3 separate regions of the Gossypium hirsutum genome follow, and all the other regions are linked to region 1. A link is a contact called in public Hi-C data. All regions are on one chromosome and are shown on one strand. Each heading gives the region's core, a stretch centred on a gene start, on an enhancer-like site or on the middle of the called end of the contact. The rest is flanking DNA. Distances are from core to core; before and after follow the strand shown.

Region 1 (5,060 bases), core at 1,830-4,329:
CGTGATAAAATACCCTTGCTAGTCTCTCTGTGGAAAAAGATCTTGCGCTTTGGTCACGACAGTAAGCTAAGACCTAGGTATATCGAGCCATATAAGATTATTGAGAGAATTGGATCGCTTGCTTATTGTCTTGCTCTACATTGAAATTGCAAAAGATGCACGATATGTTTCATGTATATATGCTCCGACGACATCAATCTGATCCTTCTCATATTATATCGGTAGGAACAATTGAAGTTTAGTCTAATCTATTATATGAAGAAAAACTGGTAAAGATCTTGGCTTGAAAAGAAAAAGAGTGGAGAAATAAGGGTGTGCCATCAGTGAAAGTGTTATGGCACAGTCATAGTGCGAAATAAGCTACTTGAGAACCAAAAAAGATGATGAAGTCCTAGTATCCCCACCTCTTTTTAAGTAAATTTTAAGGATGAAATTTCTTAAGTGGGAGAATTGTAATGACCCAAAATTCAGTGGTGTCGAAAAATGCAGTTTTAGAACCCCATTTCCGTAAATATAAAATAAAAATATTTACGAATATAAAAATATATTGAAATTTGGTTAAATAATTTAGTTGAAAAAGTAGTTAATTAAGGCTCAGGGTCTAAATTGTAAAAGTTTAAGCGCTATAGATTTTTAATTGACAAAAGAGCTTTCATAAGCTTGTATAAGACCCGAAAATGATAGAAAATCTTATTGAGATTAATTAATATTATTAATAGCATATATATAAAGGGTAAATTGAATCATAGTTGCTCTTACAATCGATGTGACATCTCGTAACTAGGATTCAATGATCATGTCGGGTATAAGGTGTTACAAATTTAATGTACTTGTCTAAGGCTTTGGCCTTCTCTTAGAATAATAAAAGACATAATGACTTGTTTAACCTTCCAACCTTACATAAAAAGTCATTTTATCCCTCCATTAAAATTTTCACCTTTTTTAGATCTTGAACTTGCATTATTTGTCAAACCACTCCAAAATGGATAGAAAAGTTAACGACCGTTAAGTTTGCTAATGTGGCAGTCAATGTATATGTCATGATAGCAATTAATTGATTTTTTAAAAGTTAAAACATATTAATAAAAATTTTCTATATTTTAATTTTTAATAATTTCAATCATTTTTAATTTTAAAAAATATTTTAATAATTATTTTTGAATTTTTAAAATTTTAAAAAATAATCAACTGCTAATGTGGCATCCACGTGTGTGCCATGTTAACAGACTTTAACTTTTCCATTCATCTTATAGTAATTTGACAAATAATGTAAGTTTAAGAGTTAAAGGCGAAAAATTAAATGCAATGCTAAAATGACTATTTTTTAAATATAAAATTGGGGGTCCAAATAATACATTATGTTTAAAAAAATACTATGTAAATTAGTGTATCCGTGTTGTATCTTTGTATATGTTTTATTCAATAACATTTACTTAAACATATAATATAAAAAAATAATTGTGTTTTAGTTATTTGAGTTTTATCTTAATTGGTATTGACATTGTTGCTAGTGCAGGAAGTTGTGGGTTTGAGTCTGTTGAAGCGCATTAATTATTCTCCTAGTTAAGGGTTGAGGATGAGCTATAAGTAGTTTTATGCATTGTATAAAAAAGAACAGATATGATAAAAACCTATAATGAAATTAAAGTTTAAAAAATAATCGTGATTCATTAATTGTATTTAAAAATGTGATTTTTATTATTCAAAAGAATGTTATTTTTATGAAATTATTTTATTTTTATTAAAAGTTTTATACATATGATGATGAGTCCTAACTTATTAAATAATTTAAATAATTCAATAGCTTAAAAAATATAATAAACCAACAAGTAGGGGTATTTAAATGGTTAACCGAATTGAACTAGTATTAGCTGAATTAACTGAATTTTTGAATCTTTTAATCGTTAATTAAACCGAATTTTTTTCAAAAAAATTAACCGAACCAAAATATTTCAATTAATCGAATTAATCGAAATTTATATTTTTTGGTCAAAACAAGTATAAAACATATCAAAAAATAAATTATAATATTCATTTAACTGAATTATCCAAATTAAAACTACATGTAATTTGTATTATTAATTATTAAGTTCGGTTAATTCGATTAATTACCCGATTTCGAATTGAATTAACCGATAACTGAACTTTCAAAAAAATCATTAATCGACCTTCGTCCAAATTAGATCAATTAATCGACTGATTAACTAAATTAGATTGGTTTGATTGATTAATTTAGTTCTAATCAAAATTTAAACACTCTTACTAAAATTAATCGATTGATTAACTAAATTAAATTGATTTGATTAATTAATTTAGTTTTAATCGAAATTTAAACCCTCATTATAATAAGAAGAATATAAAACTTTTAAGGAAATAATATTAGCTGGAATTTTTAAAACGATACTATTAAAAAATAATTATAAACTTTTAAGTATAAACTGTAAAATTTACTTGTAAAAGATAAAAATATTATAATGAAAAGATGTACCAAACATATCTATCTTAGAAAATGATATAATAAGAGTTTAGTGAACGTTTCCTCCAATAATTGCTTTGATTTTCTTAAGCTTAGGGAAATTGAAGTGACAATAAAACTTAAGACAATCTTAAAATCAAAACCAAATCTTAAGTCAGATATATTTGTAAAATTAAAATTTTAAAAAGAAAAATAAAAAATGAGTTGTCGTCCAAATCAGGGTTACAACAGAGGCCAACTATCACTGCCGAATTAGATTTAGGAATCTAGACCCTGTCCCCATCTATATTTGCAGAAGTACCGTATTGACCCTAAACAGTACCCAGAATGCCCAGAATTTTATCTCAGCTTTTACGTGTCATTTTGGGATAGGTTCCATTCGTAAAGTGTATAGGCGGGCGTAGAGAGTATCGAGCACACAGGATTTAAACTCGTCCAGAAACTACGAGTGTCGCGCACAGACACAAGCGCGGGGGTAGCGCGTGAAAGGCGGATATCCCAAAACGGCAAAACCCGGTTTTGGGAGGTAGTGGGTCCCACACTGCATTAAGCTCTTGATTTCCTCTTTATATTAATTAAATATCATATTTACGGGGAAGACAAAGGGAGAAAAAAGAAGAGGAAGAAAATACCATCAAAATTGAAAATTAAAGGGAAAAAAAGACAGAGAGAATGAGAGATCGCTACAGTCTTCATTAGGGTTTATAAGATCGAGAGTTTTTTTCCTTTTCATTTGATATTAAACAAAGGATTAACGAGTTTGACTATTGATTTTCTCTCCCTTTTTCTTTGTAAAGTCAGCTTGCAGTATCTTCACAGCTTCCAACGATCCAACCACCATTATAATTAGTAGTGATTTTTTTTGGGGTTCTTTTAATCTAAAATAAAGAAAAAGAAAAGCTTTCATATATTTTATTATATACTTTGTCCTTTTTACTTCTTTGTACAGATCCCAACAGTTAAATAGAGAGAGAGAGAAGGATCTGATAACCTGTATCTGTTCCACTCTGTTCAAAAACACTGACCTTTGCCCACTGTCAAAATAAAAATAAAAAAGGTACTAGCTTTTTCTGGGTTTGGGTTCTTGTTTTTGTGCATTTATTTCTTACAGCCTGTTTATTTTCTTTACTTGCACTGGAAGATAGAGAGAGGGGAAAAAAAAGAGAAAGAGGTCAACTGGGTTTTTTCATGCCTTTGATTCTGGTTATTGCTACGTCATATGGTGTTTGAATAGTGTGAATGTGAAAGAGATAAGCTTTGCCTTTTTGTGTTTTTGGTTTTGCTTTTTCCTTTTCTCTGTGGGTCCTTTTCAATTTTGTCAAATATGCTGACAAACAATTGGTCAAGCATGATGCTGTGAAAATTTAGGGTTTTCATATTTGTCAGTGTTTCCATGGAGTTTTTTCAGGGATTTCCCTGGCTGAGACGCTGGACTTAGGTAAAGACATAAAAGAGAAGGTGTGAACTCGTTGTTTCTTATTATTATTATTACAAGATTAAAAGGTGGTCTCTCTTGTCCTGTTCCTCCACTGTTTTCTCTCTCTTAAACTGACTTTTTTTGAGAGAGAGAACGATATATTAGTTTTTTAGAGCAAGAGAGAGAGGTGTCATGCATGGGCGTTGACAAGGTAGACAGCCTTGTCATTCTGTATTTGTTGAGATGAAATTGTCAAAAAGGTTTTAGACTTTAGCTCAATCTGGGTATTGTTTTGTAAGGTCAAATTAATGGATAAGAAAGCGAAACAAAACTGAAGCACAACCTTGTGAAAGTGATAGTGACCGTTTCAATCAACATAGAAAAACAGACGCCATGAAATAATAGAGGGAGTGTGAGATTAAAAATAATTGGTTTCTGTCTCTTTTTTCCTAATTTAATGAGTTTTGGGGGTTTGATCAAGAGTAGTAGCAGCAGTGACAGTGGTAGTTCGGGTGCAAGGGTGGTTGTGGCTGATTTTGTTCCACAAAACAGCATGCTAAGTTATGCCATTGTTGAGCCACCTCTTCTCACCCAACATATTCCCATATCTATGCTAAGCTCTCCCTCACTTTCTCTCTCATATGTACTGTCTCATCTCCCTCCCCCTCCCCCCCCATCTCTCTCTCTCTTTCTCTCTCTCTCTCTCTAGTGCATTGTCCTTCAATTAATTTATTACCTACTTTTTTTTTCTGAGCTTTGCTGTGTGCTTGTTATTATTTTTAAGATGGGTCATTTATTAGGGGGACTTGGTTTTGGTGCAGAAAAGAATGGATGGTCATGGTGAGATGGGGCTGATTGGGGAAAACTTTGATCCGGGTTTTGTTGGGAGGATGAAGGAAGACGGATACGAGATTAGGTCTGAAAGTGATAATTTTGATGTTGCTTCCGGTGATGATCAGGATGCTGCTGCCGATGGACCGTCTAAGAAGAAGAAGTACCACAGGCACACTCCACGTCAAATACAAGAGCTTGAATCGTATGCTTACTTACATTTCACTTCAGCCTAAGGAATTCTTTTTCTCTTTATTTTTAATTTATGGATTTGCTTATTGAAGTTTATCTCTCTCTTCTCTAGTTTCTTCAAGGAGTGTCCTCATCCTGATGAAA
Region 2 (5,060 bases), core at 1,129-3,628, 420 kb before region 1:
TAACGAAATTAATATTAATTACATTATCACTTGAGCGATAGCTCAAGCTGCCTGAGCGACTCTTTATCAAAAATACAACTAATAACTCCAATTCCACCTAGGCGGGAGCTTTGGCCACCTGGGTGGTGGTTGAACATATCTTTACTCTTTTGGTTTTATTTAATTTCTTATAAAATTCTTTAAGGATCTAAGTAACCTTTAAGACATTAAGTAACATTCTTATATTTTACAAATTACTTAGTTCTTTTGCTTTAATTGACACTGTAAGATTTTTTTAACTTTGTTTTGGAAAACATAAAACTCATTTTGAATAGAATTTAAATATTTTCTATAGTTTTATGAAAATGTTTTCAAGTTTAAAATTTCTTGAATAAATTAAAGGTATTTTCCTTGTTAGTGATTTGGTAGCACCATCCATTTGTACCATATCGATACATAGCTCGATTTAAAAAATCGGATCAAAACTAATTCTTTTGATTCCCAAAAAATCCAGGGCATTACACTCGTTATTCTCTCTTTCCTCATTTTTTCCTCTATTGTTTTCGCTTTTCTTAGTAACCCAATGAAATAAACTTTTGTATAAGCCGTCAAAGGTGGATTATACCATCTAAGAAATATAGAGCTTGTGATACCCATAACCATAGTTTTTGCAAAAATAGAATATACATAGATTTTTATTAGACCAAGAAGTTCTTAAAAGCAGTTGGGTTTCCACAATAGCATTCTAGAATCACAATGGATAGCTCCATTACTTTCTTTTCTTCTTCTTCTTTTTTCATGGCTTCAATGTCGGGAAAAAAACAAATAGGTATAAAAATGGATGAAGTTAGGGCTTGTAAGAGTAAGAACAAATTTATTTGTTAATAAAATATAATAAATATAAATTAATTATGAAACAAAATACATGAAAAATATATGACAAATTTAATTAATTATACTAATTTGTCATTACTCCATTAACAATAATTAATGATTGAACGATTATTTTATAACAATCTAATAACATTAAGGATGATTCCGTAATTGAAAAAAAACATTGAAAGATAATTTTATAATGATTATTTATGCAATTTACCTTTTAAAAGGAAATTATAAAAAGATTTCAAAAGCTTTTGTAAAATAAACGCACACACCTAAGTTTATGGAAAATATGCATGTTTTACCATAATGTTGAGTAGGGGTAAGTGTTCGATTGAATCGAATCGAATGAAAAAATTTCGAGATGATTGAGTTGACGAATCTTATTTTATAATCCTAACTCTATTTGAAATTTTCTCGAATCAAATCGAGTGAGATGAAATTTAAATCAGACCGAATATATTTGTTTGAGTTAAATTAAAAAATGACTTTCGTGTTGTTTCAAAATCAATTAGGGATGAAACATCTTAAAAGTAGTTAATTAATTATTTTAAGCACAATTCTAAAATTTACTCAAAACAGGATCCAAATCCAAGTTGTTATTCCAACTTAAATAATAAGCAAAAAGTAAAGACATTGATACTTATCAACAAACTACAATAGTAAAAAGAATTATGGGGTTACCTTTCATTCTGAAAATTGAAGAAGACGATCGGGATTTCCTCGATTCAACTAGGGTCTTCGAATTTACATAAATTGACTAGCAAAAACAATATGCTAAACTAGTAAATTAAAAAAATTACTAAACTTTAAGTCTTGATTTCCATAATAAAATATAAGAAAAAAAATTAATGCAATGAACAAAGAAGTCAATTGCTGCTCTTCTGAGCAAATTTGCAATTTGTTAGTTCGTGAGTGAAAGAGGTAATAAGCTGAACCTATAACAATCCCACAAATCTAAAATAAAAGTAAAAGTGTTTTATAACCAAACCTGGACTGCTGGGTATGAGGTTAAGGAGATGCAAAAAAGTCGAGGTGAAGACTGAAGAGAACGGAGCAGCTAGAAGGAACACTAGTTTCGAAGATCCAAGGGCAGTTCGTTTTACAACAGCAACATCAACAACCTTTGCCACAACAACAAATTTTACAACAATGATATCAACAACACCCAGTAGCAATAGCTGTGGTGAGGGACGGAAACCGAAAACGGGTGAGGGATTTGCCTAACCTCATAAACTGATGAAGAAGAACTAAAGAAGGATGAAAATGGTGCGGTTGACCAGAGGAAGTAAAAGGATATGGGGAGAAAAATGTAAAATAATTATTAATTAAACTAAATAATATAAATTTAAAATTTAAAATAATATATTATGATATTCGATTTATTCGAATTATTTGAGTTAATCAAATTCAAAAATTCAACTCAACTTAAATTTGAAATTTAAAAATATTAAATTAATTTAAATAACTCGATTAACTCGATTCAAATAATTTAAAATTAGAATATTTTTTTTTGACTTTTTCCTATTTCACCCCTAATTTTGAGCAAACCCAGGCGCGTGTAATACATGGTATCTTAGGGACGCGTATCGTTTGGGTGTTGTGAATTGTGGTTCGTTTCATTGGGTACAAAATCCCAAGTTTCTCCGGCTCTTCCCTTTTAACTCCTTTCTGTTCCTCTCGTTCTTTTTCACCCACAAAAGAAAAATATGCTTATACTACAATTAACCATGCCTTCAAGTGCTCGTCTAGTTCACAGGCAATGAATCATGGGCCTTTTCCGGCGACTCTTTGGCGCCAAGAAGCCTGCCCAACAACGCCCCGACAAAGACAGGAGGCGTTGGAGCTTTACCAGATCTTCCCATCCCACGTCTTCGACTTCTCATCTTGATGCCCTTTCTGGTCCATGCAATGGCACATTGGATGCCAACAAGCGCGCCATAGCAGTAGCAGCCGCCACTGCTGCTGTAGCTGAGGCTGCTCTGGCTGCAGCGCATGCGGCGGCTGAGGTTGTTAGGCTGACAAGTGGTGGTGTTGGCAGCGCCGATGGGAGCAACCGACGCCTCCCACAAGAACTAGCGGCTGTTAAGATACAGTCCGCTTTTCGAGGTTATCTGGTTAGTATTTTCTTCTGTTCTAAATTTTATTTTATTCTTGCTTGAACTTTTTTATTACGTTGTCTAAATTGGGGCTTTAGGTTCATTTATTGCCGATGATGGCTAAGAATTCTTGTTAGTTATTTTCCTTAGTTTTTTCAACTGGAAACAGAGCTGTGGTTGGTATTCTTTTGAGCCCTCTTGCACCTTTATAAATTTCAAAAACACCTCGAAAAGCCCCCTTTTTTTAAAAAAAATATTTTTAGAGCTTAAAGATGCTTAGAAGGTTGCTTTGAGAGTGTATTTGGTACACCCATCTTGACAAAGGCTTCAACTGGGAATGGATGGTCCCATAAGAAGAAGAAGGAAACAAGAACAAAGAAAAAAAAAGCTGTGTTGAAAAGGGCCAGTAACGAACGCCGACAACGAAAGGTGGTCATTTCGCCATCAGGCTTTTCTTTCACAAGTAGCAACTCACCAGGGATGAGAAGCGATTCCCCGTTATCCTCTAAAACCATTCTAACCATCTTCACTGTCTTATTCGTCATTTCTCTCTCTCTCTTTATTTTTATTATTTAAAAGAAAAAAAAGTCCATTTATTCCTTCAAAATTGTAATGCCGTACGTGGAAGTCTTCCACACGTGTGTTCTACTTCATATTGAGTATGTGTGACGTCATGTGCTTCCTAGTGCGCTTTGGGTTTGCATATAAGATGCTGGTACTCTTCTATGAGACCGCATGTGGGTTTGCACGACTATATAAGTGAACTCACATCTAGAAAATACATGCATCTATCTACAATATCACATCCATGAATAATAACTATATCATATAAATACACAGTTTAACCCATTTGAAATACTCAACAGACTTGTTTGACTAAATTCATCTGGTCTTTCCCCTCATGTCTCCTACTGGTTTTTAAAGACTAGCAGTTAAAAGATTTAGAAGAATTCAGACAAAAATATTTCTGCCCAAATGGTTGTTCTATAGAAATTTTCGGCCAAAGTTGGTTGCTCGCTTTCTGAGACATCTCTCACTATTAACATGCAGGCTAGATAATGTTTATCTTCATATTCCACCAAAACTGAAATAATGCTTCCAACTCAGATGGCTACTTTTTATATGTTATAACATTAACTTTATCACTCATTATTAATTTTCCTTTGAAAGCTAGTTAGTTTTGGAATTTCTTTTAGATTCTATTCCTGTATTTTAAATTTGTCACCGGTTCAATGTTTATTGAGGTTTGAACTCATACATTAAAGTTATGCGAGACGAATATGCTCATTTTAATAAGTAGGGTCATGCCATCATACCCTTATTTTCACAGATATAGGGAAAAAAATGAAAAGTCATGAAGAAAAGAGAACAGCTAAAGTTTCTTTTCCATGCCTTGTGCATTCCCGGTGTTACATGCATGACTATTCACTGCATTTGGCCTCCTTCACGTTTTCCATATAACTGGAGTGTTCTTAGAGGAGAAGATATGAGATGAACACAGCTTGCAATAATTAATTGACAAAGTTACTTTGTTGAGATGCCTATTCATTAAACAATAGGGTTAAACTTTTTTGGAAAGCTGTAAAGTCTTGGTTAATACTAAAAAGAAATATTTAGTATGATCTCTAGGTGGGAGAGGCTGTTCTCTTTTCTGTTACTTCACTATAGATAATGATTTTATCAATTTGTCTGTTTCTTTTCCGGATTGATGTCGGTCTGGTATGAATAATTTTTTAGAATCTCTGGGCTAATGCATCATTACATGCTTTAGCTTCTGGCAGGACTAAAGAAATGTCAGTCTGTTGTTTTTCTTTCTTTTGTTTTTCTTGTGCAAAGATCTTACAAGGGTTATCATTCAGTCAATTGGTTGGTATTGAATGGTTTTGGATAGTCTCTTATGGAAATGATGCTGGATCTTTTACTTTTGCTGGCACTTGGTCTAGGCACGGAGGGCACTGAGGGCATTGAAAGCATTGGTGAAGCTTCAAGCACTGGTGAGAGGTCACGTTGTGAGGAAGCAAACAGCAGACATGCTCAGACGCATGCAAACATTGGTCAGACTTCAAGCTCGAGCCCGTGCTAGTCGTTCTTACATGACAAAAT
Region 3 (5,060 bases), core at 1,704-4,203, 340 kb before region 1:
CAAATGGACTCCCATCCTACCAGGGCTGTTTTTGGATGATCAGCAGAACCAGCCCAAATGAACTTCCTTGCAATCCTTTCTATCTCATCACACACACCTTTCAGGATTAACAAGGACTGCATGAAATAGTTTGGGATAGCCAGGAGAACTGATTGGGTGAGAGTGACATGTCCCGTAAATGAGAGTTTCCTAGCTTCCCAATTTTGAAGTTTATGCCTCACTTTATCAATCACAAAATTCAGAGTACTTTTAGTAACACGTTTGTGAAGGAGAGGCACCCCCAGATAACTCCCTAGATTAAGAACTTTTTGAAACCCAAAAAACTAGCTAAGTTGATCACAAATATTGGTATCAACACATTTGGAGAAATACATATTACTTTTCCTTACGTTGATTTTATGCCCAGAAAAGTCACTGAAGTGCTTAAGGATTTCCTTTAACAAAAAAGCTTATTCCAGCTCTACTTTTGCCGAAAATGACAAGATTATCAGCAAAAAAATGAGATAACGCTAACCCTGACCTAGATAACCGAATCGAATGCCACCTACCAACTATGATTTCTGAGCAGATAATATGGCCTAACCATTCCATACAAAGAACGAAAAGATAAGGCGAAAAAGGACACCCTTGTCTAATCCCTCTCACAGGCTTAAAGGATCAAGACGGAACTCCATTCCATAAAATTTGCATAGAGGAAGAAGAAATTGCACCCATAATTACATTTCTGAGAAACACGGGAATCCCAACTGCTACCAGAGTCGCATCGAGAAAATCCCAGCTAATCCTATCATAAGCTTTCTCTAGATCCAACTTGATGGCCATCCAGTTTCTACCAACTCTCCTACTACTCATCGAGTGAATGACTTCTTGCGGAATAATGACATTATTAGAAATGTTACGACCAGCAATAAACCCCGCTTGCTTTGGTGATATATAATTCGGAAACACTACTTTAAATTTATTAGCGATCACCTTCATCACCAATTTATACATCATCGAACAAAGACTAATTGGCTAAAATTAACTGAAATCCTCCGATTGATCTTTCTTCGAAATAAGCACAATTAGAGTGTTGTTAAGATCTTCTTCAATTTTATTACCAACAAAGATTCCCTGAACCCACTCACGAACCGCCCCTCCAACTGAGTCCCACTAACTTTGGAAAAAATACGCATGGAACACATCACTTCATGGAGCTTTCAATGAAGCCATGTTAAAAATGGTCTTCTTTATCTCCTCATTTGAAATTGGCTTTTTTAGAAAATCAATATCTTGCTCCTTAAGGCAGGGAAAGGTATTTGAGGGAAGATTAATCATAGGAGTAGGGATTTCACCATACAGTTTCTCAAAGAACCTGACAGCCTCATCACTAAGAATATTCTGATCAGAACACCAGTCCCCACTACTAATGCGTAATGCCAAAATACGATTGAATTTCTTCCTTTGCATTGTACGACTATGAAAGAACTTCGTATTGCGATCCCCAAATTGGAGCCAATCATACCTAGCCTTTTTCCTTCAAAGAAGTTCCTCATGGTTAAGCACACTTTCCAATTCATCTCGAACTTCCATCTCCAAGTTAACTAAGCTATTGGAGGTCAACCGATCCATGGCCTTTTGAATGCTCGTAAGCGATCTCATAAGCTGTCTTTTGCGCGTGCCTATAAAGCCATATACAGATATGTTCCATTCTTTGACATGTGAGGTAAAATTAGATAAGGAATCATTCATGTTACCTGCAAACCTCCACTTACTAGAGACCAAAGCTATAAAATTCGCATGCTTTGTCCAACCTGTAAGAAACCAAAAAGGCCTCCCTTTGGGAATATTGAATTCAGGATTAGTTTTTAGAAGGATGGGCCTATGATCTGTTTTAATACGTGGAAGATGATAAACAAGACTACCCCAATAGGACGAAATCCAAGTATCATTAGCTAATGCTTGATCAATCCGCTCATGCGTATTACCTTTTTTCCAGGTAAAGGAGGGCCTTATGAATCTAAGGTCCTGCAACAAATAAATTACATCTCTTACCAGTGGAGCGATCACTTCTTTTATCCTTAGGTGAGAGGACAACATTAAATCACCCATAATCAACCAAGGTAAAGGATCGTGAGGTAAAACATCTATTAAATTAGTCCAAGAGACTTCCTCTTAACTCTGTCAGGACTACCACACACAAAAAAGATAAAAAAAAATGAATTAGTGAGTATTGGCATGAACACGAAGAAGCATGAATTGGGGATGATTATGAATAATGCTAATGCAAATATTATCCTTCCAACCAACCCAACCCAGATGCCAACTGAAAAACCAATAGACTCAATGCGGTGAGAAAAGTCAAAACCCAATTTATCAATAATAGAATTAGCTATTTTACCACTAACTCTCGGTTCCAGCAGACACACTATATTCGATTTATGCTCAAAATTATACTCATGAAAAACACGGAGAAATTTGCTACATGCACAACCTTGACAATTCCAAGAAAAAATTGACAAATTTAAATCCATAATAAAAATATACAAGAAAAGAATAAATAAAGCCCCAAGAAACCTTACTGTCAAGAGTTTTAGTAATCATTCCTGAATTCTTTTACCAGCACCTAGGTCTATTGAACCTTAATTAGCACTTCGTAATGTGGAAACAGTCTGAGCCAACCTAGACATAGAAACACTCAAAGGAATTTTAGAAGAATTTTTAATTTTAAAATTATTCTCTTTCCCATGCGTAATTTTGTTTATTTTCCTTGTAGCACGAAAGCCCCCATTTTTACTCCCTAATATTTTCCTCGAACTCCGAATTTTATTAACACCCAAAGCTGAAACAGTGGCCCCCCTCAATTGAGCACCATTAGCTGAATCTTTCTCTTTGAACGATACAACAATATGTCTGATGAGGTTTAAACCACCAGGGGAATGACCTACCTGTACTGCAACCGGCTCTGACAACGAAGAAGTTGACTCGGATGAAAGAGAGGGGCCACCATCTTCACTCACCTCCTGACCTACAAAAAACGGATTAAAGCAAGAAACAGTCGCTGTTGTTGAATTGGAATGGTTAGTGGAAGCTTTAAAAATCTTAGCACCAATCGAAACTTTAAAAATCAGAATAATTCAAAAAAATGAAAAGAACTCTCTGGTTCGTTATTTTGAAGAGCAGACTCTGTGTAATGAAGGTTCGTCACGTTGTTGGGCTGATTCATTGAGCTACTCGATGGGTCCATAACAGCCTTGAGAGCTATTGATCCGGCTGCTCTAATATCTAAAGCAGGCTCAACAGGTGTTCGGCCCACTAAGGCTTTCACTTCTGGATTTCTCCTTTGTGGGTTTAAAAGCCCATCACCTTGATCATATATACTATCTCCCACCGATTGCTCAGTCCTTGTTGACTTAGGGTTGCCCTGTGTCTTAAACCCCTGTTACATAACATTCTCTCCAACCTTCAATTTATTCTTAAAACCAGCCAACTTTCCAGTATCTTCCTTATTTAACTCATCTTTTAGATCAAGCAAAACTTCCATATTAGCCAGAGCATCAAATCGAGAACCCAATTTTCCTTTCTCCGTAAAATCAGTTTTTTTAATATTGTTGTTCCTAGAATTACACCTTCCTTTCCTTTCAACCATAATCCAAGGCCCGTAAACAGCACCTTCTCCTCTGCTTACAGCCTCTGTCAGATTAGTACCCTTCTGATCCTTCCCCACTGCCAGATCCGGTTGTGGCGAAGCACATAGCTCCTTAGCATGTCCGTACGTCCCGCAGGTGAAGCAAATCATAGGCAGCGCTTCATGCTCAACTTTCTGATGTAAACCACTCATAAGAACTTGAGCGACCAGAGGCTTGTCCAGGTTGACATAAACAACCATCTTGGCGAAGTGGCCTCTAATTCTACTATTAGTATTGAAATCTAACCGAACAACCTTTCCTATGGTCTCTCTTATTTCTTCAAGAATTTTCCTTTTGTACAGAAACCCTGGGAGGCCTAGTAACCGTATACAAGCCATCACCATGCTTGGGTATGGTTGTAAGGGATTGAATTCTTTGGTCCAGGGTTGAACAGTCAGATATTGACCATAAATTAGCTAAGGACCTTGCGACAGAACTTTTGCCTAGTCTTCGGTGGACTGAAATTTAGCCAGAAAGTATCCATTCTCTATGTCCATGAGATGGAAAGGCTTGGAGGGATTCCATAAACTATTGATTCGATTATTTAAAGCCCCATACCCAATATTGTTAGATCCTCTCTGAGAAATCAATAGTAGGTATTCCATTAACAATGGATCTGTGAATATCTCCTTCCAAAAATTCCAAATCTTCATTACCACTAGCACCAGAATTATCCAACCCCAACTTATCAGACGCTCCAGATTTATTCCCCAGAAGTTTATCCTTCCAAGATAAAATTTGACTCGGACCAGATTCAACCATCATATTAGTGATTTCCTCACCATTACCCTATTTGAAACGAACTTTCTTTGTATTACGATCTACATCTGTCCGAGAACCATCACCATCCTCAATTTCTTGATGAGAAATGTTATCGCCAGGGTTTAGAGAGATTTCCATCATAAAAGATTGGTAGCTTTTCTTTATTTAATGTATTATTGGATTTGCATGAAATTTAATTCCATTGTTAAAAGTTATTAAAAAAACTTTCGTGAGTAATTTAGTAATAATTACATTTTATATATTTATAGCTATTATTACATATCTATAGCATTAATTACCTAAAAGTTATATAGTCTAATAATATCTTTGTGTCTTTAATAAATAACATGTAATTTGCGATTTTGAGATGTTATCAAATTAGAGATGTTACATATTGCCTTTAATAATTATATAAATTAAAATTTATTTTTAGAAATATTATTTTATATTTACAAAAAATTAGAGATGTTAACATACGTAAAAGTTGTCAAAATGTTAAAAATTACAAAAAAATTAATTAATAATTTATATATTTTAATAAGCATATAAGTATATACTCACAAAAAAACATTGTTAAAATAATACAATTCCTTTAGAATTCTTGTAGGTAGGTAAGTTATTTGTCACATC

The links. Hi-C and Micro-C count contacts between places; a contact is called where the count stands out from the background.
Region 2: a contact with region 1 is called in a Hi-C map of leaf, with 1.9 times the contacts expected there. The contact joins the promoter of LOC107962679 here to the promoter of LOC107952707 in region 1. A contact is called at or near these places in 3 of 34 Hi-C or Micro-C datasets (all in leaf).
Region 3: a Hi-C map of leaf shows a contact between it and region 1, with 1.7 times the contacts expected there. The contact joins the enhancer-like site here to the promoter of LOC107952707 in region 1. A contact is called at or near these places in 12 of 34 Hi-C or Micro-C datasets (anther, callus, fibers and 4 more).

What each region holds. Positions count from the first base shown.
Region 1 is chrD08:35,413,539-35,418,598 of Gossypium_hirsutum_v2.1, forward strand. LOC107952707 (homeobox-leucine zipper protein ANTHOCYANINLESS 2) reads left to right here and starts at 3,080. Exons shown (of 9, transcript XM_016887869.2): 1 at 3,080-3,533; 2 at 4,720-4,929; 3 at 5,029-5,060. The coding sequence starts at 4,721.
Region 2 is chrD08:34,998,332-35,003,391 of Gossypium_hirsutum_v2.1, forward strand. LOC107962679 (protein IQ-DOMAIN 14) reads left to right here and starts at 2,379. Exons shown (of 3, transcript XM_016899154.2): 1 at 2,379-2,975; 2 at 4,901-5,060. The coding sequence starts at 2,628. LOC107963547 (a long non-coding RNA gene) reads right to left here and starts at 2,181. Exons shown (of 3, transcript XR_001701966.2): 1 at 1,850-2,181; 2 at 1,543-1,618; 3 at 445-781.
Region 3 is chrD08:35,072,223-35,077,282 of Gossypium_hirsutum_v2.1, forward strand. No RefSeq gene overlaps it. Among protein-coding and RNA genes, the nearest start is that of LOC121220327, 42 kb to the right of the region's middle. Within about 2 kb of position 2,954, at least 9 of the 9 cell types and tissues checked have an H3K27ac peak or open chromatin away from gene starts, as enhancers often do. A contact at or near this core is called in fibers, hypocotyl and leaf, where this site is marked.